Linked DNA regions of Sus scrofa: region 1 is linked to region 2. Evidence: chromatin contacts called from public HiChIP or PLAC-seq data. All regions are on one chromosome and are shown on one strand. The core of a region is the stretch at or near the end of the contact, and the rest is flanking DNA. Distances in the headings are between cores, read along the strand shown.

Region 1 (7,610 bases), core at 2,385-4,884, 410 kb after region 2:
CCCAGCTGATGACTGAGAGGAATGGGAAACTGCCCTGGATCCGGAGAGACCTCTGTGCCTGACAATACAGAGGAAGAGACAACGATCTCAAAGCCCAGCTCTGACCACATCAGAAGCTAGTCAGTCAACGCATGGCTGAAGCTTGAGCAATTGGCTGCCCAGTAAATAAACTGCCTTATCTTCCACAAGAGATATACCTGCTTCTGAAAGAGGGGTTTGTGGAAAGTTTAACTTGAATAATTGTTGTCCACAAATAGATGACACCGGAAAGATGATAGAAGAAATTGCTGACCGCATGACTAAAATTGTCTACGTGCCTGTACAGACTTGGAAGGGATGGGACACGGACAGTCTCTTTGGTGGATGTTTCTCCTGGCTGGAGGAATTAAGCCAATAGTCGGAATAATCATGGTCATACTCTCGGCGTGCCTACCTCTTCCCTGCTTTATACCTCTTCTGAGAAACATTATAAAAGGTTTTATAGAAACCATGGTTGAAAGAAAAACAGCCTCCGACCTGCTACTTATAAAAGGTTACCAACAGGTAATGACCCATGACGATCTCTGACGGGCACAGACGCATCCTGAACATCAAGAGGGGGGAATGAAGTAAGAGACAACCCCCCCCCCCCCCCCCCGCCGCCTTGGCTGAAAAGGCAGTTGCAAGCCTTTCAACTCTGCTCCCCTCATACCATCCTTCTTATAATTATATAGCAACTATGTACCCTATACCTAAACCAGCAGCCCTGCTAAACTTGTTCCAAGCAGTGCTTATCAGTTTCACTTTGGTAGGTTTCACTTGCTCAGTTTCGTAGGGAAAACACTGTCTCCTAGGGGAGGGGGGAAGTCCCAGGCTGCTTACATGGGAAAAACAAGGTCTTGTGTAAAAGTTGCTGAGAACAAAGACCTGGTGCTCAAGCTCTGGAGGTGACTCCTTTGAACCGGCACCGGTACTGAATAAAGCTTGTTTTTGCGCATCTCTGAGTGCCCTTTGTCTCCTTCCGCTGCCACGGTTTTTGCAGTTTATGCAACAGGGTAAGTAGGAATTATGACTTTTTCTTTCTTAGTTATAGTTGATTTACAGTGTTATGTTAATTTCAGGGGTACAGCAGAGTGATTCAGTTTTACACACACATTATACTCTTTTTCAGACTCTTTTCCATTATAGGCTATTACAAAATATTGAACATAGTTCCCTGTATTACACAGTAGGTCCTTGTTGCTTATCTATTTTATATATAGTAGTATGTATCTGTTAATCCCAAATTCCTAGTTTATCTCTCCCTCCCTTTCCCCTTTGGCTAAGCATTTGTTTTTCAGTCTGTGAGTCTGTTTTTGTTTTGTAAATAAGTTCATTTATATCATTTCGTTAGATTCCACATATAAGTGATATCATATGATATTTGTCTTTCTCTCTCTGATTTACTTCACTTGATATGATAATCTCTAGATCCATCCATGTTGCTGCAAATGGCATTATTTCATTCTTTCTTCTGGCCAAAGGAATGGCAACTTTCAAAAGTATAGTATAAAGACAATTTCAGTGTTCAGCTGTAAGCACTTCATTATTAAGTAATTGGGGGTTTAGTTAAGTATTCAGAGTTAGTTAATGGTTAACCTCTGAAAACTACTTGGCACTGGGATTATGCAATGTGTCCATTTTGGTTAATGGGCTCATGAACAGTTCCCAGCCCTTGGGCGAGCCTTGAGCTTTTGTCAGCTAATTCACCATAACCTCTTTGCAGCCTGGGGTGGGTGCCTCCCATGGGTGCACAGAACACCAGTCACCCAGACACTGAATGGGCCCTTCTATACATTTCCAGAGCTCTCCCAGTGCATCTTCTCCAGTTCTCTGCCCTGCATTCAGCCTCCTGGAACTCTTCTCTGTCCCCTCAACAGAGGCCACAGTGCTCCTGTTGGGTCCCTTCCTGAGCTGCAGCCTGGAGACTGTCCTAAGGCGGGACACTGAAGCCAACCCTAGGCTCACCTCCTTTGTGTCCTGGGGAGGGTGCTCTTATTCACCCACCAGACAGCTGATGAGCCCTTCCCTATGGGAAGGTCTGGGTCTTGGGGAAGAGGAACAAAGGACTCCATGTTTCTCCTGTTCCTGGGAACTCACAGTCTGGTGGAGGAAATGAGACCAGGAACCTAAATAACTGGAAGAAAATGGCCTGAGCTCTCATCACCCTCACCTCATGCCATCTCCAGCGAGGCTGTGATGTGATGCCTTGGTAGATTTACTCTGACAGAGGTGAGGCTCCAGATTATGGTATTGCTGGTTGGAAAATGCTGTTTCTTTGGTTGGTTTTTTTTTTAATTAAAATCAGCTTTGTGAGTCATAACTACACTAAAGAGAGATTGTGCTGAAATACAGCTCTTCCAAGGGCCAAGCTCTTTCTACACCTCTGCATTCGCTGAATTCTCACACACCCCTGTGAGGAGGAACTCTGATCACCCTTGTCTGATGAGCAAGGAGAGATGCAGATAGGTAGATGGGGCTTGCTGGAGGTCACCCACTCTTTGGTGGAGAGGTGGGCAGGCAGGTGAGCAGCCCCAAGGTTGAAACGCTGGGTCCCCTGCTGACCACTGCCCAGGTGAGCATTTGGTCTCTGAGGCCTGCGCTCAGGCAGCACAGGGTCACGGCTGGAGGGTCCCTGCAGTGGGACCCCTCATTTCAGGAATGATAAATGTGAGGTTTGAGAGGAAGGGAAGTGACTTCCCGGGGTCATGCAGCTGTTCAATGTCTGGTCCTAGATGAGAAGGCTGATGGCTGGTCATTTACCCTGTGGGTTTTTTTACAGAGTTAAAAAGAAACCTTAAATCATAGAATCAGATCTCCGGCCACAGGAAGATGTGGAGGACAGATCTGAAGCTGATGTCAGAGTTTACCAAATTTCATTTTAATGTCAGAGAAGCAAGGCAGATGTAAGGGTTTGTATGCTCCAGAGGGGACAAAGGAGATCGCTTGAGTTGATTCTTGATCCAGGAAAACTAGCTGGAGCGAGGATCAAACTTGCTTCTAGGAGAGTCCAAAGCTCGCACTCCTGCTGAAGGGGGCCAGAAAAAGGAAATTCTCAGCTGATGACTCACCTCTGGGAAGGGGCGAGGTCCTTAGGTCTGATGTGGGACAAGAACTGGAACACAGCGCCTCCTCCCTTCTCATCCTCCTTTACCCTGCCTCTGGCGTTTGGTTTCTCGCTCTCTCTCTCTCTCTCTCTCTCTCTCTCTCACACACACACACACACACACACACACACACAAACGTGTGTTGTGTGTACGTGCGTGCGTGCATGTGTGCGTCTGAAAATGGACACACCTTCTGGGTCTCTCAACCAGAATATGACTAACTAGGAACACATAGGAAGCCTATCCCCAGGATCATGCAGGTACTCGATGTCTGGTCCTACTTGAAAAAGCTGTGGCTGGTCATTTACCCTGTTGTTTCCCCTCTCCCACCTGGTCCCCTCCCCCTGTCACTTTGACTGCATTTGTGTCTGTGGTCCTGTCCCTGCTGTGTCCTTTCCCCTCTGGTCCTTTCCCCTTCGTGTCCACCAGTGTCCTTGCCACCCCTGGCACTGTCAGCTCTGCCTCACAGTCTAGGTTCTTTTCAAGCAGTATTTGGCCTTTGTCCTCATAGTTAGATTGCATCAGCGTGAAAGAGGAAAGTGGAGGCGGGCAAGGATCTGAGGGAGGTGATGATAACACTGGCAAGTCATGAGTTGGGTTTTGTAAGAGGAGAAAAGGGGATGCTAGGTTTCCTAACCTGGGAGCTGGCAGAGGGTCATTAACAAATCAGAGAGTAGAGGGGAAAGGACTTAAGATTTATGTCTGGAATCAGTATTTTCCTTGTCTCTGAAGATCTTAGTATTTCTTGCAATGCAAGCCTACTGGCAAAAAATACCCTCAATTTTTGTTTTTCTGGGAACGAATCTAGTTCTCCTTCAGTTTTGAAGGATAATTTTATAGGAAACCGAATTCTAGTTCAGTGGGTTTTTTTAATCAACCCAACTGAACGTTCCACTCTGCTCTCTTCTTGCCCACATGAGTTCTTAGAAGTTGGATGTAATTCTTCTCTTTGCTCGCCTATGGGTAAACCTTTTTTTTTCCCCCTTTGGCTTTTTCCAGGATTTTCTCTTTATCTTTGATTTTCTGTGGTTTAAATATGATATCCCTAAGTATAGTTTTTTGTCATTAATCCTGCTTGGTATCCTCTGAGCTTCTGCATCTATGGTTTGGTGTCTGACAGTAATTTGGGGGAAATTGTCATTCACTGTGGTTTCAAATATTTCTTCTAGCTTTTGCTCTCTTTCTTCTCTTCCTGATATTTTTATAATGCTTGTGTTACATCTTTTGTAGTTATTCTACTATTCTTGGATATTTTCTCTTTTTTTGTCTTTTTCTCATTGCTTTTTAGTTTGAAGGTTTCTACTGAGACAGACATTAAAGCTCAGACATTATTTCCTCAGCCATGTTCAGCCAACTGATGAATCCATTTAAAGGCATTCTTCATTTGTTATAATGTTTTTTATCTCTGGCATTTCTTTTGGGATCGTTCTTAGAATTTCGTATGTCTTGGCTTACATTGCCCATCTATTCTTTCATGATGTCTACCTTTCCCATTAGATCCCTTAGCATTTTTTTTTTGTCTTTTTTTTAGGGCTGCACCTGCAGCATATGGAGGTTCCCATGTCACAGAAATTGCAGAAACCATGGCAGCGGAAGGAGACAAACGGCGCTCAGATGCGGCAAAGCAAGATTTATTCAGCACCTGGGCAGGCTCAGGGGAGTCACTTTCAGAGTCTGAGCACCAGGTCTTTGTTCTCAGCAACTTTTATACAATACAGGATCTTATTTTTCCCATGTAAGCAGCCCGGGACCTCCCACCTTTCCTGGAGCAGTGTTCCTCTCTAAGGACCTGAGCAAGCAAGGTTAGGGAAGCAGAACCCATAAGCAATGCTTGGAACACAATTAGCAGGGCTGCTGGCTTGGAGGTAGGGTACATAGTTGCTACATAATTACAAGAAGGATGGTATGAGGCAGCATAGCTGAAAAGGCTTGCAGCTGCCTTTTCAGCCAAGAGGATGGTTGTGCCTTAGTTCAAATGCTTATTTCACCCAGCTAGAGATTGAATCAGAACTGTAGCCACTGGCCTATACCACAGCCACAGCAATGCCTGATCTGAGCCGTATCTGCAGCCTACACCACAGCTCACGGCAATGCTGGATCTTTAACCCACTGAGTGAGGCCAGGGATCAAACCTGCATCCTTATGGATGCTGTTCAGATTTGTTTCTGCTGAGCCACGGCAAGCACTCCCTCCCTTAGCATATTAATCATTATGCTATTAAATGATTATCTACTCTGATAATTTTAGTATCCTTACTATACCTAAGTCTGGTTTTGATGTTTTCTTTATGTCTTAAAATTTTTTTTCTCACTTTTATGTCTCTTGTTTTTTTGGCAGCCACACGTAATATCCTGAGTAAAATGAATAGACCTGAAGTAAGGCAGTTGTAAAGTGTCAGCGGAGGGGTGGTGAACTATCGTTTATGTCTAGGTCTTGGTCTTTTAGTGAGCCTGGACATCTGGATTATGCACTTCACACCTACTTCTCTGTTCCTTCTTCCCTCCACTAAGGTGGAAGAGGATGATGAACAGGATGGAGGTTCATATTTCTATTCCCCAAGGTCAGTTAGGCTCTCATAAAACCCCAGCTGGGTTAAATATTTTCTCCTGGTGGCAGAAGTTTTGTTAACTTGTTAACAAAAAGAGGCCTAATATTGAAGGACATTATGAACCCAGGGCATCCCCAGGCAGCAACCACCCGATCATTGTTTTAATCATTCATGTTTTCTCTTGAAAGAGTTGCAATTGAAAGGGGGAAAGAGGAAATCCCACTGTGGCTCAGCAGCTAATGAACCCTACTAGTATCCATGAGGATGTGGGTTCAATCCCTGGCCTCACTCAATGGGTTAAGAATCCAGCGTTGCCATGAGCTGTAGAGTAGGTCCCAGACATGGCTCAGATCCTGCATTGCTGTAGCTGTGGTGTAGGCCGGTGGCTATAGCTCCAGTTAGACCCCTAGCCTGGGAACTTCCATATGCTGCAGGTGCAGCCCTAAAAACAAAACAAACACAAAAGGTGGGGGAATAGTAGAAGAAATTCTCACATATTGTGGTATGGGGGAGTCATTCTGGCTTAAATATAATTTAACTTGACTTTTATGCTAACCAGAACAGCCTGTTTTGTGGCCTATCAGATTAACATTGTACATCAACTTTTATCTATTAAATGAGAAAATGCATTTAAAAATCAGAATGGAGTAAATATGTTTTAGACATCCAAAAGGGAACTAGGTGGCCCTTGTGGACATGGTTTTAGAAATGTTCCTATATTACTGAGAACCTGAGTTTTCTAAATTGTGTTGGACTTAAGGACACCACCAGCCATTCTTAAAACAACACCTCCTAGCAGCTGCCAACTGCAATGTTATGGTCTCAAGGTCTCCTCATAACTATGAAACCTTTCTCTTACTTTAGTAATGGCAAGCAAGACAATTTAAGCTACAGCCTCTCAGTGGAAGGTTCGAGATTCTTTGGCCAGAATAGTATTATATAATAAAATTACTTTATATTTCAGCAAAAAAGGATACATATATGTAGTTGCCAGTAGCTCCTGTTACATATAATTAATACCCCTGAAGAAGTTGAAACCCAAATACAGAATAATTCAAAAGGCTGCTTGGTTACTACCTGCATGTCAAGAAGACCTACTCCAAAACTTATTTTCCTAGTTGCCATCTAAAATAAGAGGACTCAGGAGTTCCCATTGTACTTAGCAGTAACGAAATTAACTAGTATCCAAGAGGGTGCAGATTTGATCCCTGGCCTTGCTCAGTGGTTTAAGGATCTGGCGTTGCCGTGAGCTGTGCTGTAGGTCACAGATGGGGCTCGGATCCCATATTGCTGTGGCTGTGGTGTAGGCCGGCAGCTACAGCTTCAATTCAGCCCCTAGCCTGGGAACTTCCATATGTCATGGGTGTGGCCCTAAAAAAAGACTGAAAAATAAAAAATAGGAGTTCCCATCGTGGCTCAGTGGTTAACGAATCTGACTAGGAACCATGAGGTTGCGGGCTTGATCCCTGGCCTTGCTCAGTGGGTTAAGGATCTGGCGTTGCTGTGAGCTGTGCTGTAGGTTGCAGATGCTGCTCAGATCCCACGTTGCTGTGGCTCTGGCGTAGGCCGGCGGCTACAGCTCCAATTAAACTCCTCCAATTAGATGCGGCTCTAGAAAAGGCAAAAAGACAAAAAAATTTTAAAAAGTAAAAAATAAAATAGGAGTTCCCATCTTGGTTCAGTGGTTAATGAACCTGGCTAGTATCCCTGAGGACTTCGTGAGGATGTGGTGTAGGTCACAGATGCGACTCAGATCCTGCATTGCTGTGGCTGCGGTGTAGGCCGGCAGCTATACCTCCGATTGGATCCCTAGCCTGGGAACCTCCATATGCTGTGGGTTCAGCTCTAAAAAGACAGAATACAAATAAAATAAAATAACAAAGTAAATCTCTTTTGGTGAATGCTACAAGGGTGCATTTTGATCACCCTTGTACTAT
Region 2 (7,025 bases), core at 4,133-6,632:
GGGACACAGAGTTGGTAAATCATTTTCTTAGAGAGAAAAGAAAGATAATTTAGCCTTTTCTCTAGAAGGGTTGATTGAAATTTGTTTTCTGTTACTGACAGTTTAGAAAAGCTTTTTTCCCCCCTGCTTATTGGTAATATATAAATATAACAGAAATTTTCAGATTGTTATAAAATTAGGAAAATCTCATGTTTCTTTCATAAATAAACTGTAAGATTTCAGGGCACATTTCAAATTTTCTTGCACAGTGACTAATCTTAAATGCTCCCTGAATTAATGAGAATAATCAGTTTGTCATTGATGTCCTTGTAGGAGGACATATCATGAGTCTTATGTTATCTTCGTTGTCTTTCATGCTAAATCTGCTAAGAATTTAAATGTTTTAGCAATGTGTTCACATGATTTGCTCCTCCTCTTCAGTAACTAGATTATCAAATAATCACCACTCCTATTGAAAATTGGTCTTATTCTCTTAATGAATTACTAGCTTTCAGTACAATGTGACAATGTTTTGCTACACTTTACTTGATTTCAGGATAATATCTATTGATTTCATTGCTCACCTCTGTCACTTTTGCTTTGTGTTCTATTTTTTATCCAATTTTTCTCTTTGTTATAAAACAAATTTAAAGAGGATCCAAAAAGATACCTATTAGGAGTTCCCGTCGTGGCGCAGTGGTTAACGAATCCGACTAGGAACCATGAGGTTGTGGGTTCGGTCCCTGCCCTTGCTCAGTGGGTTAAGGATCCAGTGTTGCCGTGAGCTGTGGTGTAGGTTGCAGACGCGGCTCGGATCCTGTGTTGCTGTGGCTCTGGCGTAGGCCGGTGGCTATAGCTCCGATTCGACCCCTAGCCTGGGAACCTCCATATGCCAAGGGAGCGGCCCAAGAAATAGCAAAAAGACAAAACAAAAAACAAAAAAACAAAAAACAAAAAGGTACCTATTTGTGCACTTCTAACTCAGGACTCCATAATTTCTCATGTCATTAAAGTTTTTCAAAAAATATCTGTCAAACTGAGGTCAAAACAGCACACTCCCAACTCAACAACCCTCCTCAATAGTCCCATTCCAAGAAAGGTCTATTCTACTCCAAAGCTGCCTGACATGAAGGGTGTATAAAGAAGAAAAAGGATGGGAGGAAGGGGTAAATTAGGAGGATGGGAATAACATATACACACCACTGCATATAAAATAGATTATTAACAAAGAGCTTTTGTCTAGCACAGGGAAATCTACTCAACAGTATGGAATAACCCATATGGGGAAAAGAATGGATTGTGTGTGTGTATTTTATATATATATATTTATATATATATTAATTTATATATATATAATTTATATATATTTATATATATATAATTTATATATATATATAATTTATATATATATATAAATTACATATATATATATAATTGATTCACTCTGTTGTACACCTGAAACTAATGCATTATAAGTCAACTATACTCCAATAAAATTTTTTAAAAAAGGAAGGAGGACAGGAAGGTAGGGGTTTTCTTAAGTGAGTGTAGTATAAATACATTTATGAAGTTTACAGAAACACAGGATCATGTGGACACATGGTTAGGGTTCCTTCCAGGGCCTTGGATGAGGTCCATGCAAGCAAGGGGTCCTGAAGCTTAAGCTTTACTAGTTTCACACAGTAAATCCACCTCTGTGTGCCCAGCAGAGAATCTCCCTGCTCCCCTCTCCGGGGGGTGGGGGCCCTTGGTCCTTCCACAAGGGCGAGACGGGACAGTCGCTGGTGAAGTGGGGCTGGGGAAGAGATGGCATGGCTCGCGACTAATTTATAAACAGCTTTCAAACAGTCCTCCTGATCCCAGTGTTTGCTTCACCCCCACTGACGGGGGTACCTAGGGCCAGTGGTTCCTGAAACTCTGAGGATTCTGTGATGAAAGCTCTTGGTTTTCCTAAAGGCCAGTTTACAATCTGGCTTTCTGGGAACTGCTAACTCAGTTACCCCAAGTAACTACAATCCAGGCCCCAAATGCTGTCACTGCCTCTTCTACTCTCCCTGAATTTATAGATTTTATGTTCAAAAAAAAAAAAAAAAAATCACGGAGTTCCTGTCGTGGCGCAATGGTTAACAAATCCAATTAGGAACCCTGATCCCTGGCCTTGCTTAGTGGGTTGGGGATCTGGCATTGCCGTGGGCTGTGGTGTAGGTCAGACGCGGCTCGGATACCGTGTTGCTGTGGCTCTGGCGTAGGCTGGCGGCTGCAGCTCTGATTAGACCCCTAGCCTGGGAACCTCCACATGCTGCGGGAGCGGCCCAAGAAATGGCAAAAAGACCAAAAAAAAAAAAAAAAAAAAAAAATCAAATCACTTTACTGTGCTTATTGCAGGATTTATGAGGGAGAAACATTTATTCGAATTCTTAGTCTATTTTAAAAATGGGTTATCTTTTTTCTTTAAACTGCTGAATTGGAAGAGTTATTATTTTTTTAAATAGAAGTATAGTTGACTTACACTGTTGTGTTAGTTTCTGGTGTACATCAAAGTGATTCAGTTATACATGTATGTACATTCTTGTTCATATTCTTTTCCACTACGGTTTATTTCAGGATACTGAATATACTTCTCTGTGCTATACAGTAGGACTTAGAGTTCTTTGTATATGCTGGGTGCAAGTCCCTAAGTCTAATAAGATAGATGATTTGCAAGTATTTTCTTCATTTGTGAGTTTTTTCACTCCCCCCACCCCACTTTTTTTGCTTTTAGAGCCATACCCGCGGCATATGGAAGTTCCCAGGCTAGGGGTCAAATGGGAGCTACAGCTGCCAGCCTACGCCACAGCTCACGGCAATGCCGGATCCTTAACCCACTGAATGAGGCCAGGGATTGAACCCGAGTCCTCATGGATCTTAGATTCGTTAACCACTGAGCCATGACCAGAACTCCAAGGGTTATTTTCATATAGTCTTTCACATTTATTTTGTTAGATATTAACATCCCAATGTAACACTTATATGTGAAATTTTTGGCATTACACATCTTAGGTGCATTCCATGGAATTTCATATTTTTGGCTATAGTACAAATGGATTCTCTTTTTCATTTTATCCTCCTGATACCCAGGAAAGCTACTGGATGTTAAATATTTACCCCACAATCAGTCACCATATCTACATACTTAACCTATACAGCCCAAGAAATTTGGTGGGGGGTAAAAAGAAACACAAAAAACAAAAAATTGGGTTCCAAATAGACAGTCATATCATTTGAAAATAACTGCAAAATACCCTCTTCTTCCCCCATATTTGATACAAATTTCTTGTTCCTTGTTACATTAGCTAGAAATTGTAGAAAAATGTCTCTGACTTTAGTAAGAATGCTTTGAGTCTGATCTTCCACTGTTAAAAATAAGGAGGGCTCCCGGTTTCAGCCAGGAAGCCTCCCAAGAGTAAAGAAATATTTTTCTGTTCCTAGTTTACTGAGAGACACAAAGACTGAATTTCTGAATTACATCGATGCCTTTTCAACACGCGTTTAGTTGACCAGTTGGTTCTCCTACAACCTAGTGCTGTGACCAACTGTGCAAATGCTTGTCCTAAGACTGAGCCATCTGTTCATTACTGAAGTCAACTCCGCTTGGTAAAAGGTACATGCTAATTAACTCTGGTGTGCATACATTTTGCTTTCTGATCGTGACATATCAGCACCTCAAGCGCAGAGACTGAATCTTGCGCTTCTTTCCAACTCCTGCAAGTGCTGTACTAGGCACAGTGCTATTTTCAACCTTTTACTGAATGAACAGTCAGTAACTAGGTATTAAGGGCCTCCTCCACGCCTAGCACTATGTGAGGTTCTAGGGACATCAGGATGAATAAGGCAGATTCATTCTATGATCTCATGGAGCTTGGAGTCTGGTTTTCTGCACCAGTAAGCAGGGAATGAATGATTAAATGGATGAGTAAAATGAGTCCACTGCCCCAAGGGCCCTATAAAATGCCATAATTTAGGGTTCCTGAAAAACCTACTCTTAGATGAGGCTATATAAAAGACAAAGGAAGGTAATGCCATTGTCCCTGGTCTCTCGATCCTTGCCTGGCCAAAATACCACCGAAAGAGGAATCACCAGCCACAAGTACCAGCTGGAGTCAAGGGAAAGTGCATTCAGTGGAAACTGAGACAAACGGAGCTGGCCTTTGGCAGTGGCAGTAAAGCCTGGTGACGTTATCAGAGCAGGGGTCAAGGGAAGACATTTTCAAGGGCTTGAGTGGAAAGACGGGTGGAGGAGAGCCTGCTGGGTTTATTCTCAGGCTGCCAAATAGCAAAGGTGCTCCACTCTGCCACAGAAATATCCAGAAAACTGGGGCGGGTGCCCTGATGGAGGGATCAGATTCTCTGCCACTGAGGGGGTGAAAGATGGCGAGAGGAAAGAGCACAGCAACTGCACACCAACCGGCTCCTCTGCCTCTTCTCGGTGACCATCCCCCACCCCCAACTTCATCCTGTGAACAGGAACGCGGGGACACCCTCAGAAGCAGCTGCTTTGGAAAGTGTGTGGCAAGAGTGACAGCATCACAGCAGCTCCGAGGATGGAGCTGCCCTGGCATAGCCGGGCTGATGGGGCATGGGGGTTCACTGGGCTCCGGACTTCAGTTCCTCCTCCTCCCGAGAGCTTTCCTCGGGGTCTCCCCTTGGAATCGGGTACATAGGCAGAGTCTCTTGCTCCCCAGAGAATCCTGATGTTCTGGAAGCCATCAGGCAGGCTGTGAGCTCCCGGCCCCGGACCAGAGTTCCCGACTTGGTTCCACTTGCCATGCCATAAATGTGAGCACCAGAGGGCAGGAGCAAGGGTATTTTGGTCTCAGCAACAAAATGGAGAAAACATGACTCTCAGCCCTACCCTTCCCCAACCCTCAACAGGCCCCACCTCAAAAAGAAAAAAAAGTTCTATGTGTACAGAGGGGAAGGGGGGGAAAAAAGGTTCTATTTTCTTTCACAATAAAGAAAAGTCAACAGGATGTTCTCCAAAGCTACAAATATACTTTTTCAAACAGTAAATATCTCCATTAGCAGCATGATGCCAGCTGGCTAATTCTGTCTGCCTCAGTAAAACCTTTCCCAAAAAACTCCTGCTCTTGTGTAACGTCTATTTACAAAACCAGCTCTTGTGCATTTTCAATTTGCTAGGTTTCTCAATCTTTTGTTTCCCCACCCCCTCCACTGCAGAGGCAGAGATGAGAGGCAGGCCCAGATGGCAGCTGGGTGGGGATCCCCTGGTCACCCCAGCAGATCCCTCGGGCCCCGCCTTCTTCAGAGAGTCTTCCACTTCCATGACCGAGAAGAGCTTAAAAACCTACACCCTCTTCCCTGGCCTTTGCTTGGCCTCCAGAATTTGTTTCCACCGAGACTGAACGGGCCTGGGCCTAGGCCTGGCTGGGGGTGGAGAGAACCAGGCAATGATTCAGTCTACCCCACCCTGTATCTTTCTGATATCTCCAGTTGGGCAAAGATGACAGGGTTTTTTTTTTTTTTTGGTGGGGGGGGGCAGGGGAGAGAGGTGAGAATGAAGGGAGAGCAGAGCAAAGAGTAGGCGGCAGTTGATAGTGGCTGAAATCCTGGCTCCCCGGGGAGTGGTCTGGGCCTGAGTCACTGTCTCGGCAAGAGCAGGAAGGTGGGCGAAAGGCAGCAGCTTCTGCAGGCTGGAAGGATGAGCCCCCCTCCTCCCAGCCTTCTGTCACCCTAGCCTTCTCTGGTCTGAGGCCCCCCAAGGCTACCAGCACCTTGACAATGGGAGAGAGCGTGCGGCGGGCCAGGCCAGGGCTTAGGGGGAGTCAGCTGGCTCCGGTGCGGCAGCTGCTTGTTGGATGCCATCCTCTCTGAAGGGCCAGTTGGCTGCGGTGCCAAGGGCCGAGGCAAGTTCAGTCCCGGCAAGGACGTGAGAGACCGTGTCAGGAGGGGAAATGGGCAGAGCTGTGACTGACCCATTTCCAGCGCCTACGGTCGGCCACAGCCTCTCCGGCCCCACCTTAGTCCTTCCCCTAAATTAGCCGGATCCCAAACCAGAGCACGGAGAACACGAGCCTCGCTGGCCGCCAGTCCGAGGAGGTATGTGTGTGTTTAAAAATAAAAGGCATGACTCTGTGACTTGGCTGATCTGTCACTTGGACCAGAACACTCACCCAGCTCAGCTGTGATCCCTCCTTCCCCATGCTCCCTGGGCTGACCTCTGAGAAGGAAAGACAGACCGAATCCCAGAAATGTCGGGGGAGACAGCCCATTAAAGCAGCCATTTATTGAGCAGCTACTATTGCCGGTTTCCGTGCTAGGTGCTTCCTAGCTTGTCAGCTCATTCAAAGCGGTGCCCTCCCACAGTTCACTCAAGAGACAGTGCCCTGGGTAAGGGGATGTGCCCCGGAGTCAGACTGCCTGGGCTCAAGATCTGCCAGCTGTGAGATGTGCACAAGCTACCTCATCTTCCTGTGTCTCAGTTTCCTTGTCTATAAAATAGGGTCAGAGTGTACCTATCTTAGAGAGTCACCTTAAAAGCTAGATGACTTTAATGGTTCCTGGCCTAGTGTAAGCAGCCTGTAAGTATCTGTCGTAAAGGTCGTAGCGGTGGTATTTTGATGATGATGATCAAACGGAGGCCCAGAGGGGAACCTGAACAAGGTTACACAGAGAAAAGTATGGCCCGGAAACCTGACATGTTCCGGGAGCAGGCGGCAGTTCCACGTCACAAGGCACCACTACCAGGCCCAAGTTAACATATTTGCTTGAAACTGAGTGGTAACTTCCTCCTGAGTAGTGAAAGAATTTGTGGCAGACGTTTGGAGGCTGATGGAGCATCAAAAGGTCAAGAAGAGAGAGGAAGGAAGGCAATTCGGGGAAGAAGTTTGGATTGGTGGGGGCAGCTCTTTAAAAACTTCTCATATTTGATGGACAAATAACTACCTATTCTCATTCTAATTTAAGACAGGAAGAGGTAGAAAGTGGGATTTCCCAGTTCATAAAAGGGAATCATAAGGCATTTGGAGGTGAAAGGTTTGTCCCGCTTA

The links. HiChIP or PLAC-seq counts read pairs in DNA pulled down with a chosen protein or histone mark.
Region 1: a contact with region 2 is called in an H3K27ac HiChIP or PLAC-seq map of alveolar macrophages. The contact joins two enhancer-like sites. A contact is called at or near these places in 1 of 47 Hi-C or Micro-C datasets (epiblast stem cells) and 1 of 2 datasets of contacts at active chromatin or transcription factors (alveolar macrophages).

The regions. Positions count from the first base shown.
Region 1 is chr14:7,319,062-7,326,671 of Sscrofa11.1, forward strand. LOC106505885 (a long non-coding RNA gene) reads left to right here. Exons shown (of 2, transcript XR_001300721.2): 2 at 1-976. Among named protein-coding and RNA genes, the nearest start is that of CHMP7, 67 kb to the right of the region's middle. Within about 2 kb of position 3,635, at least 17 of the 83 cell types and tissues checked have an H3K27ac peak or open chromatin away from gene starts, as enhancers often do. A contact at or near this core is called in alveolar macrophages, where this site is marked.
Region 2 is chr14:6,906,384-6,913,408 of Sscrofa11.1, forward strand. The region is part of intron 1 of BIN3 (bridging integrator 3); the gene reads right to left. Among named protein-coding and RNA genes, the nearest start is that of BIN3, 17 kb to the right of the region's middle. Within about 2 kb of position 5,383, at least 25 of the 83 cell types and tissues checked have an H3K27ac peak or open chromatin away from gene starts, as enhancers often do. A contact at or near this core is called in alveolar macrophages, where this site is marked.